Regions from separate parts of the Mus musculus genome. Here regions 2, 3, 4 and 5 are each linked to region 1. A link is a contact called in public promoter capture Hi-C data. All regions are on one chromosome and are shown on one strand. Each heading gives the region's core, a stretch centred on a gene start, on an enhancer-like site or on the middle of the called end of the contact. The rest is flanking DNA. Distances are from core to core; before and after follow the strand shown. Region 1 holds the start of Ttc29 (tetratricopeptide repeat domain 29). Region 2 holds the start of Anapc10 (anaphase promoting complex subunit 10). Region 3 holds the start of Smad1 (SMAD family member 1). Region 4 holds the start of Mmaa (methylmalonic aciduria (cobalamin deficiency) type A). Region 5 holds the start of 1700011L22Rik (RIKEN cDNA 1700011L22 gene).

What was found. Promoter capture Hi-C pulls out the DNA fragments that hold promoters and counts their contacts.
Region 2: a promoter capture Hi-C map of second pharyngeal arch cranial neural crest shows a contact between it and region 1. The contact joins the promoter of Anapc10 here to the promoter of Ttc29 in region 1. A contact is called at or near these places in 2 of 39 promoter capture datasets (embryonic stem cells and second pharyngeal arch cranial neural crest).
Region 3: a promoter capture Hi-C map of embryonic stem cells shows a contact between it and region 1, with 2.9 times the contacts expected there. The contact joins the promoter of Smad1 here to the promoter of Ttc29 in region 1. A contact is called at or near these places in 2 of 39 promoter capture datasets (embryonic stem cells and hippocampal neurons) and 2 of 115 datasets of contacts at active chromatin or transcription factors (both in embryonic stem cells).
Region 4: a promoter capture Hi-C map of hippocampal neurons shows a contact between it and region 1, with 5 times the contacts expected there. The contact joins the promoter of Mmaa here to the promoter of Ttc29 in region 1. A contact is called at or near these places in 5 of 39 promoter capture datasets (the 3T3-L1 cell line, embryonic stem cells, frontonasal cranial neural crest and 2 more) and 1 of 115 datasets of contacts at active chromatin or transcription factors (astrocytes).
Region 5: a promoter capture Hi-C map of hippocampal neurons shows a contact between it and region 1, with 4 times the contacts expected there. The contact joins the promoter of 1700011L22Rik here to the promoter of Ttc29 in region 1. A contact is called at or near these places in 2 of 39 promoter capture datasets (hippocampal neurons and liver).

The regions. Positions count from the first base shown.
Region 1 is chr8:78,210,866-78,215,026 of GRCm38.p6, reverse strand. Ttc29 (tetratricopeptide repeat domain 29) reads right to left here and starts at 1,685. Exons shown (of 14, transcript NM_183096.3): 1 at 1,479-1,685; 2 at 956-1,019. Gm39202 (a long non-coding RNA gene) reads left to right here and starts at 1,734. Exons shown (of 3, transcript XR_878950.3): 1 at 1,734-2,177.
Region 2 is chr8:79,709,564-79,713,724 of GRCm38.p6, reverse strand. It overlaps Anapc10 (anaphase promoting complex subunit 10), which reads right to left and starts at 1,962. Exons shown (of 5, transcript NM_001357234.1): 1 at 1,881-1,962; 2 at 446-572. The coding sequence starts at 560. It overlaps Abce1 (ATP-binding cassette, sub-family E (OABP), member 1), which reads left to right and starts at 1,985. Exons shown (of 18, transcript NM_015751.2): 1 at 1,985-2,182.
Region 3 is chr8:79,397,509-79,401,669 of GRCm38.p6, reverse strand. It overlaps Smad1 (SMAD family member 1), which reads left to right and starts at 2,242. Exons shown (of 7, transcript NM_008539.4): 1 at 2,242-2,417. It overlaps Gm51578 (a long non-coding RNA gene), which reads left to right. Exons shown (of 3, transcript XR_003947567.1): 3 at 614-960.
Region 4 is chr8:79,292,602-79,296,762 of GRCm38.p6, reverse strand. Mmaa (methylmalonic aciduria (cobalamin deficiency) type A) reads left to right here and starts at 1,802. Exons shown (of 7, transcript NM_133823.5): 1 at 1,802-1,849. It overlaps Gm4890 (predicted gene 4890), which reads right to left and starts at 1,685. Exons shown (of 2, transcript NR_045823.1): 1 at 1,256-1,685.
Region 5 is chr8:79,246,461-79,250,621 of GRCm38.p6, reverse strand. 1700011L22Rik (RIKEN cDNA 1700011L22 gene) reads left to right here and starts at 2,039. Exons shown (of 6, transcript NM_026315.1): 1 at 2,039-2,402. The coding sequence starts at 2,170.

The DNA of each region.
Region 1 (4,161 bases), core at 436-2,935:
AAAGCTGCAGGCAGGCAATCACTCAGTGAGAGAGAGGGAGGGAACCTCTGAAGCTGGTACCAAAATGTACTCAGGCCCTGGAACCCAGGCTGAAGCAGTGCACTAGGGAGGACCCAGGGGGCATTTCCCCCTCCTCTCCAATGCCAGTGAACGGGCAGTGCTACACGTGGCTGAGGCAGAGATCAAAAGGCTGCCTGGAGCCATTCTACAGTTGGTATTCAGAAAAGATTTGGCACATCCTTTGATCTGCTGGTTGGCACTCACATCAGCTGCAGTTACAGCCTCTGAGTTTGGCCCCCATGTACAAAGACAAATGAGAATGGAGAAGCAGGGGAGAAAGGTTTGAGAGTTCTGGGTCAGGCTGTATGTGTCCCGTGGTGGGAGTTTACATTTCTGGCTCCCAAGTGAAACTCTTCAAAGTGTAACCCTTGTGCCCACTCCCCCTTGACATGTCCCCAACAGGATCCACAAAAGGAGAGCAGATGACTGTGTCCTCTGCAGTGGCAGTTCAGAGAGGGACGAGTCTTAATGACTGCATTTCCAGGTCCAGCCACTGTGACGGTGAAAGCTGAGATGAGGGAAATGGAGCCAACAGACCCAGCAGAGAAATGATTATGCATCACTGAGAAATTCAAAATAAATATGATCTCCCCCCTCTATGATACAAAGTCATTCTTATGATTCAGAACTTTTTATATAAGAATTCTTTAGCTCCAAAAACATGAAGGGAACCACAGGATACATTTAGTAGACTATTTTTACATGATTGAAAAACAAGCTCACATAAATAAGTTTGAAATTTTGGATACTCCTAGCATGTTGTGGTAGACAGCTGGATGGGTTGTGAAATAAATAGTAACCACACATTTCCCACCACCTAACATTTAGTAGTAATGCAATCAAAACATCAGGTAGGGAAAGCCTTAGACGGTAAGGCACATTTTATCCAACTTACATTTGCAGATAACCGATTGCTCTGGGCTCTTAGAGGCCTGTCTGAAAATTCTGTAAGCAAAATACTACAGCAAAGAAAAGAGAAAAAAATGTTTAAATACCTAGCAAAATAATTCCTCTGTGCTCCTCATGTCAAGAAACAAGGCTCACTCACACCAGTGGATAATTAAGTAGCAGTACTGTGCACCCAGCATATATCATATATTTAAATGAACTAAAAAGTAAAACATCCCAGTTAGACACTAGGAAACTAATCACTAATTCAACAAAATGCCCCCCACCCCACCCCAAACATCTGAAACTCCAATATGGTTCAGGATGGTTCTTTCTCTGACATTTGTGAGCCCGAGATGTTTTTAATGACAGCTGATCCTTCTGTTTCCACCCACCTCGGAACAGGTCTGCTGTGCCTAGAGAGGTTTGGTTTTTCTTGGCCCACCAAGGTCCAAGGGGCAAGAAGAGCGCCTTCTGCGAGGGAATTGATTTGGGGGGATGAGTGGAGAGGGCCTTTTCTCTCCTCTTACCCAAGCTGGGGCCCAAGTAATGGAAGAAGGGGTTCTTGGAAAGGAAGAGCCGCCCACTCTTCTGGGAGCTGACCAGGTCCTGTCCCCAGCCTTGCCCCACAAACCTTAGAAAACTAGCTCTGGGCCTGTGATTCTGTGTCCCTGACTAAGCTTCTGCAGGCGGTGGGTGCTGGGCGCGGTACTCTCATCCCAGATTGTTGGCCTGGCTTGGTGCAGACAGGGGACGCTGAAAGCGTCTCCATGGAAACAGAGGGGCTCGGCGGGCCAGATGGAGGCGTAGTTAGGCTAAAATGGGCTTTAGGATTGGTCAGCTCCAAGACTCTTCAAGTGAGGGGGCGGTGCTTGGAGAGTGGGCCTGTTAGTGAGTGGGCGTGGCCTGCAAGAGGATCTGGTTCCTCCAGTGAACCCGCCAGAGAAATTCCCACAATCCAAGGGCCTTCTGAATGCCCCTGAGTTGTTTCCTTTTTTCAGTATTTCCATGCATTCAATTATTTCTTGTGAATATGCAATTGATTATTGTGACTACCTATAGCCAGCACCATCTCTTGTCTACACCAGGAGAGCCTCATCTGTTCTCAGGAATTCATTTTGTAGCTTTAAAGTAACTCCATTTGACCCGTGTGAATTCTCTCCCGGACTCTGCTCTCTGCTGATTTTCTGCACGAGTGTTTGTGAGTTCTATTTGCTGTCATCTCACAGGTAAAGATCTCTGAGTTAGAGGTCTAGAAAACTCTCTCTCTCGCTTGTTTGTATTTATTCTCCCCGCTTGCTGTTCCTAACTCTCTGGAAAGTCTATGACTGATCTTGTGCTGAACATGAGGTTCCTTAGAGATAGATCTTTGCAAATGAAAGAAAACTCAAACAAAAATAAAGGGGAAACAGTTTCCTCCAAGTGAATGTTGCTGGCTTCAGCTAGTTTTTTTTTTTTTTTTTTTTTTCTCAAGGGACTTGGACCCTTCTGAAAGTACTGAGGACTTAAGGACATGCCGATCTTTACCCACATAAAATTAATCTCACTTTATTCTTTTCACTTATAGATGTCTTTACTATGAGCCTATCTTCCCCGAAAGTGTCAGCTAAATGTGCGTTTTTGTCTTTCCTTTCTCTTGTCCTGTAATAGCATGGGGACAGGAATGTGGTATGTATTCACACAGGATTTTTAATTAAATGAATGATTGACAGGGAAGACAGAAATTCCTCCAATTGATTCTCTCTTCCCTGTCTAGAATTCAAAGTGGAGTGGGAGAAGATACAGATGACCACTTAAAGCTGTTACTTACCTACGATATCCAGAGTATCTTCTGATCTGTGCTCTGAAGATGGGTATTTAGGATAAGTTAAAACTCTCTTCAAATGCAAATTCTAATCCTCCAGTGGATGCCACCACATCCTAACCACTTCCCATAATAGATCTCAATACAGTGTGACATCCCGCTCTCAATCCTGATAGGAAAGTTTCCCTGAGGCCTCCTGTTTTGACTCCGGTGTTTTATTGCATGTGTCCCCTTGCAACACTGAAGAAAGAATATTCTAGGCAATCTGAGTTCTTTTGGGGATGACATTGTCTGACTTTTCCCTACAAACATTGATAAAAATGTACACCTTTGGTACTTAGAAAGTATCCTTTTACATTTGCCATTCCCAGAAGTAGTGATGAGACCCTGGAAACCCATTTCCTTGTCCCTCCTGTGTTGGTGATCTACTAAGAAGATCTATGTTGTCAATGACAGTCACAAGCCTTAGTTGCCTAAAACATCAAAGCCATTTCTGAATTATGCTGTGTGCTGTCACAAGTCAGCCTTGGGTTCTACTCTTTGCTACTGTCATAGCAGACCTGGGCTGAAGGGACTGCTGCCAGGGCATGCCTAGCCTGTGGAGAGATGATGATGGAGGAAAATTGCTCATTGGCTTCAAAGGCTTCATTTAGAATAAAAGCAACAGCTTTCTCTCACATTTCATTGGCCACAACTCACATGATCCTGCTCAAGTATAAGAAACAAGGAAACTGTCTCCTTACCCCGTGTTTGAAAGAGAAACCAATCACCTGTAAATGACAGGGGAACTAGTCACAGTGGCTCTTTCCAGTGCCACCTTACGTAGCTGAGGCTTCCCTGAAATACCTGATCCTCCGAGTACAGGGGTTTTGTGGAAGAACCCTTCAGTCAACATCTTGTATATCCTTCCTCACATTTACATAACTGTAAGCTGTTACTTTACAAATAGTTTCCTTTTAAAATGTTTTCTTCTTCTACCATTCTGATTACTAGTATTGAGTCCCCTGACTTGAATTTTTAACCCCTAACAAATACATTTTCCATTTTCATTCTTTTACCATTTTGTTACATATTATTTGTAAAGTTTTTGAAAATATTACTTGTCAGCTCCTTACTAATGCTTTGTCTATGGAAAGAATCATATGTTTTGTATCTCTAAAGCCTCTCTTATGTTGCTTCATTAGATTTATTTTCAGTGTGTGTGTGTGTGTGTGTGTGTGTGTGTGTGTGTGTGTGTGCATGTAGAGGCAGGAGTTTGAGAGTGAGTTTGGTTTTTCTTCTTCTGTTCTGTGGGCCCCAAAGTTCTCTGGGCTTTGAGATAAGTGCCTTTCCCTGCTGACCATTTTGCTGGTCCAGGATCAGCTTCTAGTTGGAGGTGCTGGCCCTACAGGGCTCTGTACATGCTAAGT
Region 2 (4,161 bases), core at 713-3,212, 1.5 Mb before region 1:
GCTTCCAGAAAGGACAGCAAGCACCAAATGTGTATTAAATAACAACTACATAATACCAGAGATGGGAGAGGATCTTATGAAAAAGTTAAATCTAATACTAAATACTAGACATCTTATTGATATTAGTAATGTAGCTGGATAAAAATATGCAATAAATGAAAACTCAGTTCATTAAAATTGAAGTATCTGCACAAAAAGTACATTAAAGGTAGTCTAGTGCAGAAGAAAACTCTAAGTAGGCTATCCTTTAATCCCGGCACTCGAGAGGCAGAGGTTCTGAATTTAAGGCCAACCTGGTATACAGAGCAAGTTCCAGGATAGCCAGGGCTACACAGAGAAACCATGTCTCAGAGAAGAGAAGAGAAGAGAAGAGAAGAGAAGAGAAGAGAAGAGAAGATTGATTGTAAATAATGATTATCATAGTCTGGGGTTTTGTTTTGCTTACCTGGTTTGCAGGAAGAGAGTGACCAAACAGCCTGAGACCCAATTTCCCTGACTGTTGCTGTCCTCTCCAACTGCTTAGGATCAGCACCAGGAGGTGTCTTGTTCGGTGTGGTCATTTTTAAATTATTCTATAGAGAGACAAGCAATATACATTCTACCATGCCATGACAATCCTTCTGCAAAAATATAAAAACAGAATTTCAGTGCCCAGCGTTGTGGCACATATCTGTAATCCTAGTACTCAGGGAGGCAAAGGCTGCAGAAGCACAAGAATCTGAGTTCCAGGTCAACCTGGTCGACCACAGTGAGCTCCAGGACTACACAGAGATACCTGTTTGGTTTCAGACCCGGGACCAGGGAATGAGATGCATATTTTAAATACCAAAGCAGGACCTGGCTTCCAGGTTCTCCCAGCATCCCTCAGTCCCTATCTGGATATCCTGCCTGGAACCTTGAACTTTCCAGCCCAAGGGCTGGGCTGCCCTTCCCCCAGAGGTTTCTCCCTATATAAACCAGACGTTTTGGTCTCTCTTCCTGTTTTCCACTTCTTTCTCTGCGTGCACTCAACCCCTTCTCTCTTTCCTACCCCCCCCCCCCCCCCCCGCTTCCCCATGGAGATTTCCCTGGCCTTCGTCCTTGGGGCTAGTGAACTCGCCCATCTAAGATCAGCTTCCCAATAAACCTGCATTTAATATACTCTAATCTGGCTTAAACTGGCTAATTTCACTGACGGCAAAGAAATAAGCTATCAATACTCTGTCTACAGAAATATATCAAAAAAAAAAAATAAAGTAAAATTTCAATGGCAAAATAATCACTCATATTTCCTTCATCCTCCTTACCTTTTGTTAATCCTAGTAAATCTATGAAAAGTATGAAAAAAAAACTTCTTGGAGAGTGAAAACCATGTTAAATTGTTTCGGTGACTTTTATGGCTACTTTACACTATTGTAAATTATACTTATAATAAATTCCATAAAGTTCTGCTACAAGGCTAACATAACTATAGACCACCACCTTGACACGTCCCTTTGGATTCCAAACTATCCTTATAACCACCGCACAAACAATAATAATTTATAATTTACATAATCACAGAGACATACATTCCGTTAAAACATGAATACCATGCCATTGGAGATGTAGGGGGAGAGGGGCGGCCCATCTCGACACGGGAACAAAATTCAAAGAACAGCCAAGTAGATGAGACAAAACGCTAGGGAAGAAATGGGTTCCTGGCCTTAAACAGTAATACTGAAGGAGCTGAGAATTAGACTTGGGATCCTGCCTACCACCTCCGTCTTACCGGATTAGCAAGGCCCACAAAGCCTGAGGAGACAGCAAGCCTAACGCCGCCGAGACTAGGGAGAAGGGCTCTACCTGCGCCCGCTAGCACACAGTTCTCTAAACCGAGGGAGAGCCGCTGTCTTACACACCTGATTCGCCACAATTCCGGTTCTCAGGCCCCCGCCACTCCCACTGCGGCTCGACGATTCTAGGCTCCCTCAGTTCATTGGCGTCGCGGCGCAATGACGTCACCAACGTCATCACTCCCTCCAGGGCGCCGACTCTGCGCTCTGTCGCGCACGCGCACTATGCCCTCATGCCTTGCGCGAGGCGGCGGCTGTGCACCGCCATCTTTGCCGGTGGCGGTAAGAACACGCTGTGTGCTAAGACCTGACGGCTAGCGCTGCTTTGGCTACTGCACGCCCCGCTGTAAGGGGCCCGCTGTCTCCAGGTACGAGAATTCGCGGGAGAGGTTTGGTGTTAGGCGGCCGGCTGCCACCTTGGGAAGACTCTTAGGGACACAGTCGGAACGCCTGTAAGTTAGGCCTCAGTAGCGGAGACCGTAGCGCGTGGCAACCGGCTCCAGCTGCACATCTGGGACGCCGGAGCGTTCCGCGCGCGTCCGTTCGGCCATCCCGGCCTCAGGGCGTCTGTATTCCAGACACGGCCCGCTGCCACGAGAACGGTCGCAGATGCCATAGCCTCTGCTCGCCACCCTCCACTGCCCCTTCCCCCCACCCCCGCTCCCACCCTCAAGCTAACCCTTCTGTGGAGGACGCTCCGCACCCAGCAGATCCCCCAAGCTTCCCCTCACAGTCAGACGGCTATGTTGGCATTTGGTTGTAAGAAGTAATCCTTTTTTTTTTTTTTTAATAATTGTGGACTGACTCATAGCATCTTGCCGCCATGAAGTCCAGTGCTCCTAGTCCAGTCCCAGACTTTATGGAAATGATAGGCAAACGTTCTATCTTTCTCATAGAGCGACGTGTTCTCAGTTGGGACTGCGGTTAGTAGACCAAGTGAGTTTCCGAGTTGAGTGCCTGTCTTTAGGACTTCCGAGAAGCACTTTGTAGCACCCTGTCCTCTTCCCATTAGTGACTTAATCTCTTGTTTATTACCTCTTCGGCTTCTTGACATCAGGGATGCTGTCTTCAAAATGCCTTTAAATATCCTTTCTAGGCTTAATACATTGTAGGTATTTAGTATGTGTTGCAAATAAATGATGGTCAAAGGTGAATTTCTGAACCTCAAGAGCTACATAAGTATTTTCTCTATTTTGATGGTAAAAATGGTAACTAAGGAATAGCTGTCAAAAAGCTTTTATTGCTTTGCCCTTTCTTCCAAGGGACTACAAACTACGGAGTTAGAGTAACATTTGTATTGTAGCCTATGGTCCTGTATGCTGAAAGTAGTCACCCTGTGTCTGTCAGTTGATAATGTATTCACTATAATCAAAAAGCTTAAATATTTTTGAACCAAAATGTATTTAAGGTTTTATCTTTTCATAGCACTGCTTAGCTCACCTCTATAAATGAAACAACAAAGACAAAAATATGTTTCAGAAAAACATTCTAAGTGTTTTCAGATCTTTTTGTATTCCTAAAAGTTTTTCCTGTAATAATTCCTCTTCAGGTGTCTTTCTATTGGAAAGAAGGGAACTAACTCCATTTCCATAATTCTTGGAAATCGGGAGGTTGCACAAATTATGTTTACCTATGTAACCGTTATCCAAAGAATCTATATTTCTTTTTCTTAAATGTAAAATAATTTATTTTATTATTTAAATCAATTTAATTAGCCACCTCTAGTATATTTCTGTTCCCTATAAATATTACTTATTATAGGCTCTTATCATAGTGAAAGATTTATTCTCTGAAAATACTTTCATTTACTGGGTACTTTGTAGAAAAGCATTTTTTATTTGTATTGGAATGCATGGTTTATTAGTTTGTTTGCTAAAATAGTCAATTTCTTTGACGAGTACATGGTTGGTTTGGGGTTTTAAGTAAGCTTTAGAGGTAAAGTAAAATCATTTAATTTCTAAGTTAAACTTAGGAGACCTGTATCAGTTTTTAAAGAAATGACTTTGTCAGCACAACAGTTAAGGTTTTAGTTTTTGTTGATTTGGTTTGTTTTTCATTACTATAGCTTTGCTCACCTCTACCAAAACAAAGTAGAGCATTTACCAGTTTGAAATGAAGTAGTCTGGTAGTCTGTAAATGATGGAAACCTTGAGGTCTAAGAGTGTTCTTAGGGAGGAAGAGGAAATAGTGTAGGACAACAGTGAGGAGCAAGATTGCTTCTGTCCCTCCAAGTCTAATCATACGAATGGCTAAGTAAGTTGTGGGTCACAGATAAAGTCAGCATAGTATCTTTGCCGATGGATAGTGTTGGCTTTTGGCTTTTTCTTCAGATTTAGAGATAAACTAG
Region 3 (4,161 bases), core at 993-3,492, 1.2 Mb before region 1:
GGATTTTTTTGTTTATTTTTATTATATGTGTATGGTGCTTTGCTGGTATGTGTCTCCATGTCTTCACTTATATTATGCATGTTTCAACAAGGCCTTCCCTGGTGTGTCTGGCCTGGTGCCCTGGAGGACAGAAGAGGGTATTGGATGTCCTGGAACTGGAGATATGGTTATGAGCTGTCCTGTGGTTGCTGGGAGTTGAACCCAGGACCCTCTGGAAGAGCAGACAGGTCTTAACTTCTAAGGCATCCCTCCAGACCTCCCTTCAGGACTTAAACAAGAAACATGCACTGCCTTTAGATGCCTGCAATTAAAAAAAAAAACAGCACTATTTGGATAAAATTTACAATCATAGAATGTAGCTATTCAAAATGTACAATCATATGACTTTTGCTATATCCACACAGTTGTGTAACTACCTGATTTTATTATTAATCTTATTTTGGAATCCTTTAGAGACCCTCCTAGGTCTTTCAATCCTGCACCCCACACTGTAATCCCAGGTTTTCCTATTCTGTTCCATGGCTTTGTCTACTATGAGCATCTTGCATGAAGGAAGCAAGTTCATTTGGCAGAATGTCTAATACTTGGTTGTTTTGTTTTGTTTTTGAGACAGGTCTCACAGAGGCCACGGTGGTCTTGAAGTTACTATATAGCCAAGGATGCCCTTGGACTTCTGACCTTGCTCCAGCCCAGAGGGTGGGCATTAGAGGCCAGCACCATCCCACCCGGTTTATTCTGTGCTGAGGATGGGACAGAGGCTCTCATTCCACCCTGGGAGGCAGGGGAAGTGCTTCTTTCCTTTTCTATGGCTGAGTAATGTTCCCATGTATGGATATACCTCACTCTTTTCATCTACAGAGGGTCTGTACAGGGGAGGGAAATGGCCCTGAGTGGCTTTAAGCCAGGCTCACTCCAACTGTTGCCCAAGGGACCAGAGAGCAACCAACTATGTCAAATGCTGCTTTTAAGGAAAATAAGATGAGATCCAAGAATTGACCAGTAAGTGCTCAAATAGTTTAATGAAGAAAGAAATTTAATTAGCAGGAATATTCTTATGTATAATTTATAAATGGCATTTTATGGGTTTATGGGATTTGTTGCATTTCCTTTGAATAATTAAATATGTAATGCAGATATAATACTTAAATAATTAATAAGAATTTTAAGTGGAGTGCTAAGCATGTAAAGGTACAGGAATAATTGGAGAGTGTCATTAATTTGTAGTGGCCTTTGGTATTTCTTTATATTGCGGGCAATGATTTTTTTCTTTTTTTGGTTTGTGGGGCATTTACTCCTAGAATAGTTCTTCTCTAAACATAACTCAACATTATGATAAGTGTTCAAGATTCCATGCCAACTTCCAGAAACTGACCAAGAAAAAAAGTTGATTGTTTCAAGAAGGTGTTTTTGGTGTCTGAACAGATCAGTAAGATGTGAGTTCCTTTGTGTGTGTGTGTGTATTTTTGTTTTGTGGGTTTTTTTGGGGGGGTGGGTGGGAATAGGGGCAAAACTGTTATCTAAAAGATTGCACCCAAATTTACAGTACTAAAAGGGTATTTCCCAGTCCAAAGCCAGTCTGGTCTGTAGAGAGAGATCTCATTTCCAGGCAAACAAGAAAGCAAGGAAGTTCAGTTGTAAAGTTCTTGTCCAGCATGCATAAGGCCATGGGTTCGATGATTCCCAGAACCTTATAAATAAAAATATGTGCAGCCCTGTAATCCCAGCACTGAGGATGTGGAGGCTGGAGGAAGAGAAGTTCAAGGCCTTTTCCCCTTCAAAGCGTGTTCGAGGTCATCCTGGGCTACGAGACCTTTTAACAAACATACAAATGGTTTCTGTCATTTGCCGCAGGAAGGGTACATACTGGAAATAAATGTATCTACCTAGTAGTTAACAGGTCAGCCAATTTGAGGCTCATGCTACATGAAGGGCCGGTAAATCACTGAGTCAGTGATTGCAGGGCCTTTAAAAATGCGTTTTTAGGACGACTGAGTGGGCTCGATGGTCGTGTTCGAGAACTTTTCAGAAAATAACACAGGCTTTGGAATTTGACTGGCAGCTAGGCAGGGACTAGAGTCAGAGGAAGGCGCGGGCCGGTAATTTGGAGAGGATCCCTAAGCGGCAGCGGGCGCGCGCGGTGCGCGTGTGAGCGAGGGCAAGCGGCAGGCGGGTTGTGCGCCGGGTATTGGCAGGCGGGCTGTGGAGGCTGGGCGGTTCCGACTGCCTGACGCCAGCGCGACCAGATCAATCCAGGCTCGGGGAGCGAGCGGGCGCACCAAGGCGAGGCCGGGGCCGAGGCGCGGGGACGGCGGCCCGGAGCTAAGCAGAGCGCGGGGACGGCGGCCGGGAGCGGATCGGAGCACGGGACCCGGCGCCGGGTCTCGTGCGTCCCTGCGGATGGGCGCGCCGCCGAGCCGGTAAAGCCGAGCGTACCCGAGCCGACTCGAGACAGACTTGTCCTGTGCCGCGCGGGGCGCACCGGGACAGGGACCAGCTCCAGGGGGGGATCCTGGGCGGGCTCCGGGGGGCATCCCGGGCGGGCTCCGGGGGAGGATCGGGGACAGGCTCCGAGGGGATTCTGGGCGGGCTCTGGGGTCGATCTGGGACGGGCTCCGGGGAGGATCCGGGAGGACTCGGGGGACCCGCGCTGAAGGAAATCTGGGACGAGCTCCGGGACGCAGTCCCCCCCCCCCCCCATGATGGCGCCTCGCGGCCGCGAACCTGCCGCCAGACCTCCCTGCCTCCCCGCGTCTTTGTCGGGCGTGTCCAGTTCTCCGGGGACCCCCGTTCCGCATCGGGCCGCAGCCCCATTGTGTCCCCGCCCCGGCCTGCGGACCCTCGCGGGGACAGCGCTGCGCTCAGCTCGGGTCTCCCTGGATGGACGCGCGCACCCCTGTGGGTCCCCACACAGCCTGATTTGGGGATCGGGGTTAAGGAAAGTTCGTAGCGTAGTTCCCTCTGATTTATTCAAAGGTCTGGCGGCCTCGCGTCTCCCCCCCCCCCCCCCCGCCCCCTTCCGCCTACACCCCCTGCGTCGCCCAGTGTCGCCTCATTCCTTTCCCTTTACCGGATTCGATTGCCTCACTGCGCGTTCCGAGCGCCGAGAACAACTGTTCTCGTCCAGACCGTCTTTGTTAGTGTTTCTGTCGCGGGGTGGGGGCGGTGGGCGTGAGAGCGCGGGCCTGTGCAGCCGCTTTGCGGACTGCGTGCGAAGGCTGCGGGGCCAGCGTCTCCCCGAGGTGCTCGGAGGAGCCAGGAGGGACCATCACCGGCTACATCCAGACAGTATGGTAGTCGCGGCTTTTGTTTATTCGGAGGCACATGTAGTTTTTCTAAATGCACGGTACAAAGTAATCCAGCCAAGAGCTTTCCATCTGAAAATCGCCGCCTATGCCACAGCCATCTAAGAGAGCATCGTTGTAGAATGCTTGTTGTCAACCCCTGGCCTCTTCCCCCTCTCTTGGGTTCCTGGGTGACATCTGAAGTTTTCAAAGCACGGACTGAAAGGAGTTGCTTGGTTTATGTAATGCCTTCCTGTTTTTGGAGCAGATTCACAGCATGCCCTTCACAGCATCAATCTCTCTCTAAGGGCCTGTGGTGGATAATGTGCCCACACCTCAGCACAATGAGAAAACTGTTCCCTGGCCAGGTTCATTTTTCATCGTGTTTATAATTACCACTGTAAGTTGTACCGGAAGCTGATGAGCTGTGCTGGAACAATTCACAAAGAGTCAAGGCAGAGGCAGTGTCCACTGCCTGGGTGTTTTCAATTGGTGCGCCTATGTTTTGCACCAGCGTTACTGTGATGTAGGTGCCAGGCCTAAATAGACTGGACTGGCTTTTGGGTTCGCCCTCTCCATCTCTGCTTTCCTCGTTTTCAGTTAGATGATATTTCTCTGAAGGTGGAGTGCCATCTGTGGAAGTCTGCATTTCCTAGGGAACTGTAAACCAGGGTCTCTTCTGGGGGTGGGGATGCCAGAGGCTCCAGAACGATCAGGTTTCTTCAGAGGATGGGGATTTGTCCTTGATTTAGTTTTGACCCCTGCAACCATAGTAGTAATAAAATACACTCTCCCTTTTGCAATGTCCTCTAGTTCTTGGAGAGATGGTGGTTTTGACATTTTGGAGGAGTAGCTGGGTTTTGTTTTGCTTTTGGCAATT
Region 4 (4,161 bases), core at 553-3,052, 1.1 Mb before region 1:
GTTAGTTGCACCCTGACCTACAGAAAACAGTACATTTCTGTTCTTTTAAATTGCTAAGTTTGTACCAACTTTTATGGCAGTAATAGAAAACAAATAGATGACTGTACTTACTCTGTTCATGCATTACAATAAGAGATTCCCATGTAATTCCCTTGAAGGAAACAAAGGCATATCTGATTAGTATCCATATTCTGACCCTCTGTTGCCTAGCTGATGTGATTTCCAATTCTCTGAGGCTTATAGCACCTGCTCTGGCTCCCTGTTCTTTAAACACATTAAAGATGGAAATAGGTTATATGCAAATATGATGCCATGCTGTAAAGGGACTGAGCATGCCAGCCTCAGGCGTTCCAGGAGCCTGAACAGTATCTGGCAGCTACTCAAATTTGTTGAAATGAAAATTTAAAAAGTCACAACTGACAGATTACAAAGACTCACAAGTCTTATACATACCATGGCAAACAGCGCTGAGCAGTAACCAAAAGATTATATGCATTACGTAAGTTGGTTGGTGAATTCCCAAGCCTTAATATATGGACTTAAATATGATATTTGTAATAACGAGGTCATTTCCAAACCCTTCCCAGTGCTCTTAGACATGGTGCAGCATTTGTTAAGGTCAGATTGTAAGAAAACTACTGTATCATGAATTTTGTATTTCTTCTTTGTAAATGTTTTAATAATTGCTAGGTACAAAGTTTCACTGGTTTTTAATTTTCAAAAATATTTTTATGTATCTACAAGTAGGAATGTGCTCTACATGTGTGCCTGGTGTTCTCAGAGGCCAGAGGAGGGCAGTGATTTCTTTGGAACTGGATGGCTGTGAACCTCCCTGTGGGCACTGGGAACCCAATCTGGCTCCTTTGAAGAGCAGCCAATATGTTCTTACGTTAATGTTAATCTCTGAGCCATAGCTCCAGTCCCAACAACTTTGCTTTTAAACATTTAAAACTTACGGTGGACGAGTTAAAGGAGCACTTACCGCTGCTGTTTAAGCTGCCTGTTTTTAACGTACTATCGTACCTTTCTCTGTCTCCACACACTTTCCTTCTGGACTGCCTGAAATTTGTAGGTCTCATGACTTCAGTAATTTTTTTTTTTTTAAATTAGCTACAGTGTGGCGCGGTGGGGCCCACCTTTAACCCCAGCATTTGTGAGGCAGAGCCAGGTAGTATGTAAACCAGCATGGTTTTAGGGAGTTCCAGGTCGGCCAGAGAGACCTTATCTCAAAAACACAAATAAAAAAATTAATTACCATTCAGCCCCAGTGCAAGGTAGAACCAGGTCAGGTGCTTTCAAGGGAGAGCCTGCCCACGCCTGGCGAACCTCCCCGGGCACTGCTGAGGTGGTGAGCACAGGCCTCTGGATGTGGGGCATAAGAAATATTACTACGAGTGCATCGGTTTTAAAGAAAGTGTGGGCCCCTGAGCCACTCAGAACTGCCATTGTTCGGCCGTGCATTTCGACTGGGGCTGGAGCGGCTACTCCAACAGGTGGCAACGTGCTCTGCAAAGTTTGCCTACGTCGTCCTCAGTGACCCGTCTCACGTTTCCAGGCGCGGAAGGAGTGGGCCTGGGCACCGCGGCCGCTGAGGGTTGGGCCGGGCCAGCCGAAGCCAGGACGCATTCCAGGTGGGGAACGCTGAGCCCAGAGCGGCCCTCACCACCCACTTCCCGCCCAAGCACACCCCGCCACCCGCGCCTGCGCCCGCCGCGGGACAGCCTTCGCTAAGCGACTGCGCCTGCGCGGGGCGTCGCGTTACGCCTGCGTGCCGCCGGCGGCGGAAGGAGCGAGCAGGGCGGGAGCAGTGGGCGGAAGGGGCGGTGCTCTGCTGCGCGGCCTCGCGAGGGTGAGTGTGGGGCCCGGTGCGCGCGGAGGCCAGGAGTCGGGGCCGCGGTGCGTCCTCCGCCCGGGGTCAGCCCCGCTGTCGGGGGCGCCCCCTGGAGGCTCGCGGGGGGCAGCCGAGGAGGATGTGGCTGAGTCGGGGGCGGGGTGGATGTGGTGGGGCCTGCAGGAAGGACTGGAAGGGACTGAGCGCTTTTTCCTTACATAAGAAAGGCGTCGCAGTCGCTGCTGTCAGGTTCTCGTGGGCCGGTTTGTGAGCTCGTCTCGGGCAGCGCGGAAGGAGCCAGGCCCGGAGGCTGTTCAGTGCTAAGGAGCTCCGCCTGCGGAAGGGAGCAGCAGACCCCTCAGAGGGGAAGGAATACAGATTTGCAGGTTATAAAGCAGGGTTCACTGGGAGTCACAAAGCGGTGTCTGGGTTGCCAAACACCGTCGCGACCGCGCCGGTAGCGTTCCACAGAAGACATGCCAACTTCAGATATGTTTCTCATTTGAAAAATGAAGGAGAGCCTAAGAAAAGGGTTTCTTACTGTCGCCTTTCTTAACAGTTCCCTTGCATATATTTTGGAGAACAAAGAAACTATAAAAAGTGGCTAAGCTAGTAGAAAACCAATTTCCAGGAGAAACAAAACGTTTGGAGGGTTATCTACAATGTCTCGAAAGTTCTTTGACGAAGTAAATATATTCAAGGAAATAGTATTTTTATTAGGATGGTTCTTTTAAGGCTTTGTTTCCTATTAGAGACTATAAACATGGAAAGTTATATAATCATGAGGAACGTAAATGGTGATTACAAAATGTGAGGGTGTCATAAGAATATATTTGGAATGGATGGAGCAAGTGAATGGTTGGAATTTGCCCCAGCTGATTGATGTCATGTGGGAAAAGTAGACATTTAGTCTTGCTGTATGTAAGAAAGGTGTTGAACATTGCTTTAAAATCAGTGCTTTAAAATCATTCATTGCCACGGGTCTTCTACAGAGATCTGAGTTTTCTGGAATAAGGAACAAGTATCTATATTTTTATGTGATCCTCCCGTTGGTTTTAATGTGATTGGTGTTGGGTTGAGTTAACAAGCACCCTCTGTGAGCCGGGTATCACCTAAGTTAGTATTCAGAATAATTTGATTTAGAGAAGAAAGATTTCCCCAAAGCCAGGATCATCAGGAGAGGATTTAAGAGAAGAGTGGATTTAAGCAGAGGAGAAATGTTGTAGAAGAGGAAAGATGAGACCAGTTAAATCTGGAATGTGGGAAATTGGGAAAGTAAGTACTAGGTTTGGAAGACCAAGTCTCCTTAGAGGAAGGAGGTCTGAAAGGAGAGTATGAGAAAATTGTGCAGCAGAAACAGACTATTGGACTTGGTTCTAGGGCATCAGTGTCACACAGAAGGCTTAAGAATGCTTGCAGTGGGGGCCCACTCCCCTAGTCAGAATGCCTGGAGTGGGGCCTGAGCGTTCCCTCTCACAGGTACTCCTGGTCTGGTTTGGGAGATCACTGTGCTAGGACGCGGAGGAATTTGAACAGAAGAAGCTAGATTCATGTTCCAAGATGGATCTTACTGAGCAGTCCAAGGGCACTGGAGAAAGAGTGGAGAAGGGCAGTGTTTCTCATTCTTGATCAGCACGAACTTGGCACCAGGTCCTGCCCGAGTGCACAGCCATTATTCACACTTGCTATTCCCCTGGCCTGCTTATATTTGCACAAGAAGAGCCTGAGACCATAAGAGGGCTCAGTTACCAGTGCTAGTCTCACTAATGCTGCAGATTTCCAGAGCAATGAATAACAACATTTAATGGTGAGAGGGTCCCAGCACAAATTGACCTCAGAGTAGAAATTTGGACATGTGACTCTTTCTGGAAATAGTGAAAGATAAAGTAGACAGGAACCTCAGAGAAGCCCTCCCGAGGCAGTGAGTGTGTTCTGTGTTACCCTCACTTATCAGCGACCACCTTAACCACTCTGTAAAACCATTTTAAAACTTGAAAGGGAGAGGTGAAGCTTTGAGCAGGGGTGGAGATGATAAGCAGGCTAGTGGTATCTGACAACATAGTTTCCAAATCAAAATCAGTTACACACCGGGTGATTGTGTGGCCTGTGTGTATTGTACTATATCATAGACACTGATTGGGTTTAAAATGCCTTTTCTTGTCATGGTAATTACTGACATTAAGAATATTCACTTGCTCAGTTCCAAGACAAATATCCCAAGTCAGGCCCTGCTGCTGAGCAAACTCCCAATGCAGAAAAGTGGGTATGGATCAGACTTTTAAAGGAAAAACACACATTTACAAGTGTTCTGCTTTCAAAATATCAATTAG
Region 5 (4,161 bases), core at 790-3,289, 1.0 Mb before region 1:
AGGCCTTTCCCCAGGAGAAGCAACAGCTTGGGATGCAGTCTATTAATTTTCCTGGAGCAAAGGTCCTGATGTTCTAGATTTTAACATTTTAAGAAAGCCCTTAAAGTCACTCATGGTATGCAGTATTTGCCAATAACTTCAGAGAAACATGTCAGGGAATGGGCCAACCTCAGAACTTTCAAAAGTTCTAAAATCCTGTCTCCAGATCAGCATCCCATATATTGCAAAGTGATCAATACTACAATGCTCAGGCCCTAGAGATAGTTAATTGGGTAAGAGTACAAACTGCTCTGAGAGAGGACCTGAGTTCGGTTCCAACACCCATGTCAGGCAGCTCACAAGTGCTTCTACCTCCAGCTCCCAGGGCTCCAACGCCCTCTTCTGGCTTTGATGAACAACTGCATGCATGTGGCTTACATATATGTGCACACACAGAAATTTAAAATATGTTGCAAAATATTTTTAAAATGCATATTCCTGGGTTTGCCTTGGACTTAGTTTCTGAAGTCAGGGATGGCAGTGTATCGCGTTGAATGAAGTGTCTCAGTGCTGGTGTGATTGCCTAAGGCAGCACCAGGGTTATGAGGACCTGTCCTGGTGACTTGGCCAAACACGGAGAGATGGGCGGTGCCACTCCAGGAGTTGACAACTAAGGGACAAACATAAAAATCCATTGTCATTTTGATTTGCCAAGGAAGTGTTGGTGAATGCACTGGCTGGTTTTGTGTGTCAACTTGGCACAGCTAGAGTTATCAGAGTGTAGGAAACCTCAATCCAGAATATTCATCCATGAGATCAGCTGTAAGGCATTTTCCCAACTAATGATCAATGGAGGAGGGCCTATTGTGGATGGTGCCATCCTTGGGATGGAGGTCTTAGGCTCTCTGAGAAAGCATGCTGAGCTAGCTATGAGGAGCAAGCCAGTAAGCAGCACCCTCCATGGCCTCTGCATTGGGTTCTACTTTCAGGTTTCTTTGGTGATATACAGTGATGTGGAAGTGTGATGGTTTATATATGCTTGGCCCAGGGTGTGGCACTATTTGGAGGTGTGGCCTTGTTGGAGTAGGTGTGTCACTGTGGGCCTGGGCTTTAAGACCCTCATTCTAGCTGTCTGGAAGTCAGTATTCTGCTAGCAGCCTTCAGATGAAGACATAGAACTCTCAACTCCTCCTGCACCGTGCCTGCCTGGACTTTGCCATGCTCCTGCCTTGGTGAGAATAGATTGAACCTCTGAACCTGTAAGCGAGTCCCAATTAAATGTTGTCTTTATAAGACTTGCATTGGTCATGGTGTCTGTTCGCAGCAGTAAAACCCTAACTAAGACAGGAAATGTAGGACAAATAAACCCTTTCCTCCACGACTTGCTTTTTGGTCATGATGTTTCAGCACAGCAATAGAAACCCTATCTAAGACAGTGGATCTGGAGAAACCTGGCTAGGCAAACATTAACCAGGTACAGAGCAGTTATGGAGGAAGGACTCCTGAGTTCTGAGTTCTCAGCCTCAGAGTTCAACATGACATAGCCACTTCCTTGATTCTTAACCCTGGCAGTTCTTTACCGTGCTCAGGAATTGGCTTTTTAATAACCCTCCAAGCTAATTACATCACAACCTGGGTGGTGTCTGGGGCTCCTTGTTATTTTAACAGCCCCAAATGACTGTCCTGCCATCAGCCAGCAGGCATACCACTGCTCTGTGACACACAAAAACTGTTCACTAACCTGTTGTTAGCATCACAAACAGCTAATGTTATTTTACCAGCCTTCAGAGCCTAGGTCCTCAGTGAGCATCCTTCATCTCTGGCTTCTACAGCCTAAGCCACCATCCTTAAGGTATACCATATTATGTCAATACCAATAGGCAAATAATTTTGCCTAGTGTCTTCTTGCCATAATTATGAAGCAGTATTTTTCTTAGATCAATGGCTCAAAGTTTTATAGCTTACAAATTAGCGAAAATCCGTGTCCTTGGAGCAGACATAGGCTTTGTGGAACTTTATGACCTGTTGCTTGGTAACTGGACCTACGACCACTCTGATTCTCTCTGTGAGCTGTCGGGCTTCAGAAGTCTAGTCAGCCCAGTCAAGAGCTTCCTGCAACTAGGAGGGAATGAGCGCCTCGCTCTGCCCAGGGCTTGAAAAGCTGTTGCTCACAGCTGCCCGCCCATAGCCATGACACACTTCTTGTACTTGACTCCAGAAATCCTGCTTCCCTTTAGCCCTCTCACTTCTACAGAGTTCGAACTGATCAGACGCAAGGCCCAACAACTGTGGCAGGATGAGACACGGTGGTCTGCTTCTTCCATGACAACCTACTCAGGGAGTTACCGGGAAAAGCAACTGGACGAGGCCACCTGCAACCGGCTGGCCCAGAGAGTAGGCCAGCCGCAGTTTGAGTACAAACCGTAAGATCCCTTTGTTGCTATTCAGAGACAGGTGCTGTTTGGAAAGGGTGTTATAGAGGTCAGCCACTTCAAAAGTGTTAACACATCTGCTTCCCTGTGTAAATGTCACTTTCCAGCTCAAAGTATGGTCACAACCCAAATTGGTATTACTTATTACTAGAAGATATGAACACCAGTGTTTGACTAATGTAGATATTTTTTGTCTATGAACGTGTTTCTTAGTTTATTTGTTTATTGTGTATGTTTCTGGTCATATGGGAAGGTCAGAGAACAGCTAACAGGATCAGTTCTCTGATCAGTTCCTGGAACCAAATTCTTGTCTTTGGATTTGCTCTCCTCACAGCCGTCTCTCTGTCCCTTCCTCCTGTTTAGACAGGGTACCCTGTTATCCCCGACTGGCCTGAAACTCCTTCTGAAGCCCAGGGCAACTGAAAACTCTGGGTCCTCCCACTTCCACCTCCTTAGCACAGGACACACAGGCATGAGTTGCCAAACCCAGTTTCTGTGTATGGTTATGGGATCGGCCCACAGAGCTTCCTAAATGCTAGGCCAGCATCTACCAATGTCCTTGTGCCTAAAATATTGTTTTCTGTAGTCTTTCTCTTTGTGGAAAGCTGGCAAGCCAGCTGTCGCTGTATACCAGAACATATGTGTGCCTAAACGGGCTGTCGCTGTATACCAGAACTTACAGGTGCCTACAGCAGCTGAGCCCAAAAGTATTTCCAAGGGTTTATTGGGAAGCCAGGCCCTGTGATAGGTCCACAATCAAAAAATAATTCCAATTCTGTTTCACAGCTGTAAACACTCAGCTCACAGAACGAGCTTTCAACAGGTTCCGGAGAAGAAGGTTTGGTGTAGTAAGACCTTCTGGAAAGATCCTAGAGAAGCAAGCGTCCCCCATGGTGGGGGATGGGAAAACACACCACTCTGAAGAAAGACACATGGAACACCTGCCCAGGTGCCCACACACCAGAAGGGTGACAGGTAGCTCAGGCACATGAGAGGAGAGCGTAAGTCAGAACCCATGATGACATCTCCCCCTTGGGGTATTACTTAGTAAATATGCAGATTCTGGAAACTTCTTTGAACATAGTTTGGATTATTGGCTCCAGTCCTGATGTAGGAGCAACCCATGCAGAGCTCTGACAAATAGTAGTTATGGGATTGGAGAGATGGGTTAGTGTTAGGAGCAGTGGCCGCTCTTGCAAAGAACCAGAGTGCAGTTCCCAGCACTCGTGTGGGGTGCCTCCCAAGTATCTGTAGCTCTGGCTCCAGGAGATAGGATGCCATTTGGCCTCTGTAGGCACCCACATGTATGCAGGCATCTCTCCCTCCCCTCTCTCCCACTCTCCCCCAATACAAATAAAATCTTGAACAATATATTAGTTATTTCACCTTCCATGTCTTCCCAAACCATGAAAGTCAAGTGCATGATCTAGTTCCCCTAACACTCTCTGTAGTAGCTCTCTGGCTTGTCATCCCTTCAGTCAGCTTCGGAGGTTCATTCGATGAGCTGAGGCTGTTGGGGATCCCCTTGGCTAGGTAGAAGGATCTATATACATTACTGAGGTCTGCTCTGAAAACACACGGATTCCACACAGACATGCAGCAAAGTCACTCTTGGTTTTGTTTGTTTATATTTAATAGACTTTAAAAGGCAGACATGTGGCACGCGGTGAAAGTGACACAATTCTGACTTTGTCTCTTACACTCATGAAGCTTATCTGGATGTTTGGGGAACCTCACTAAATATATCCAT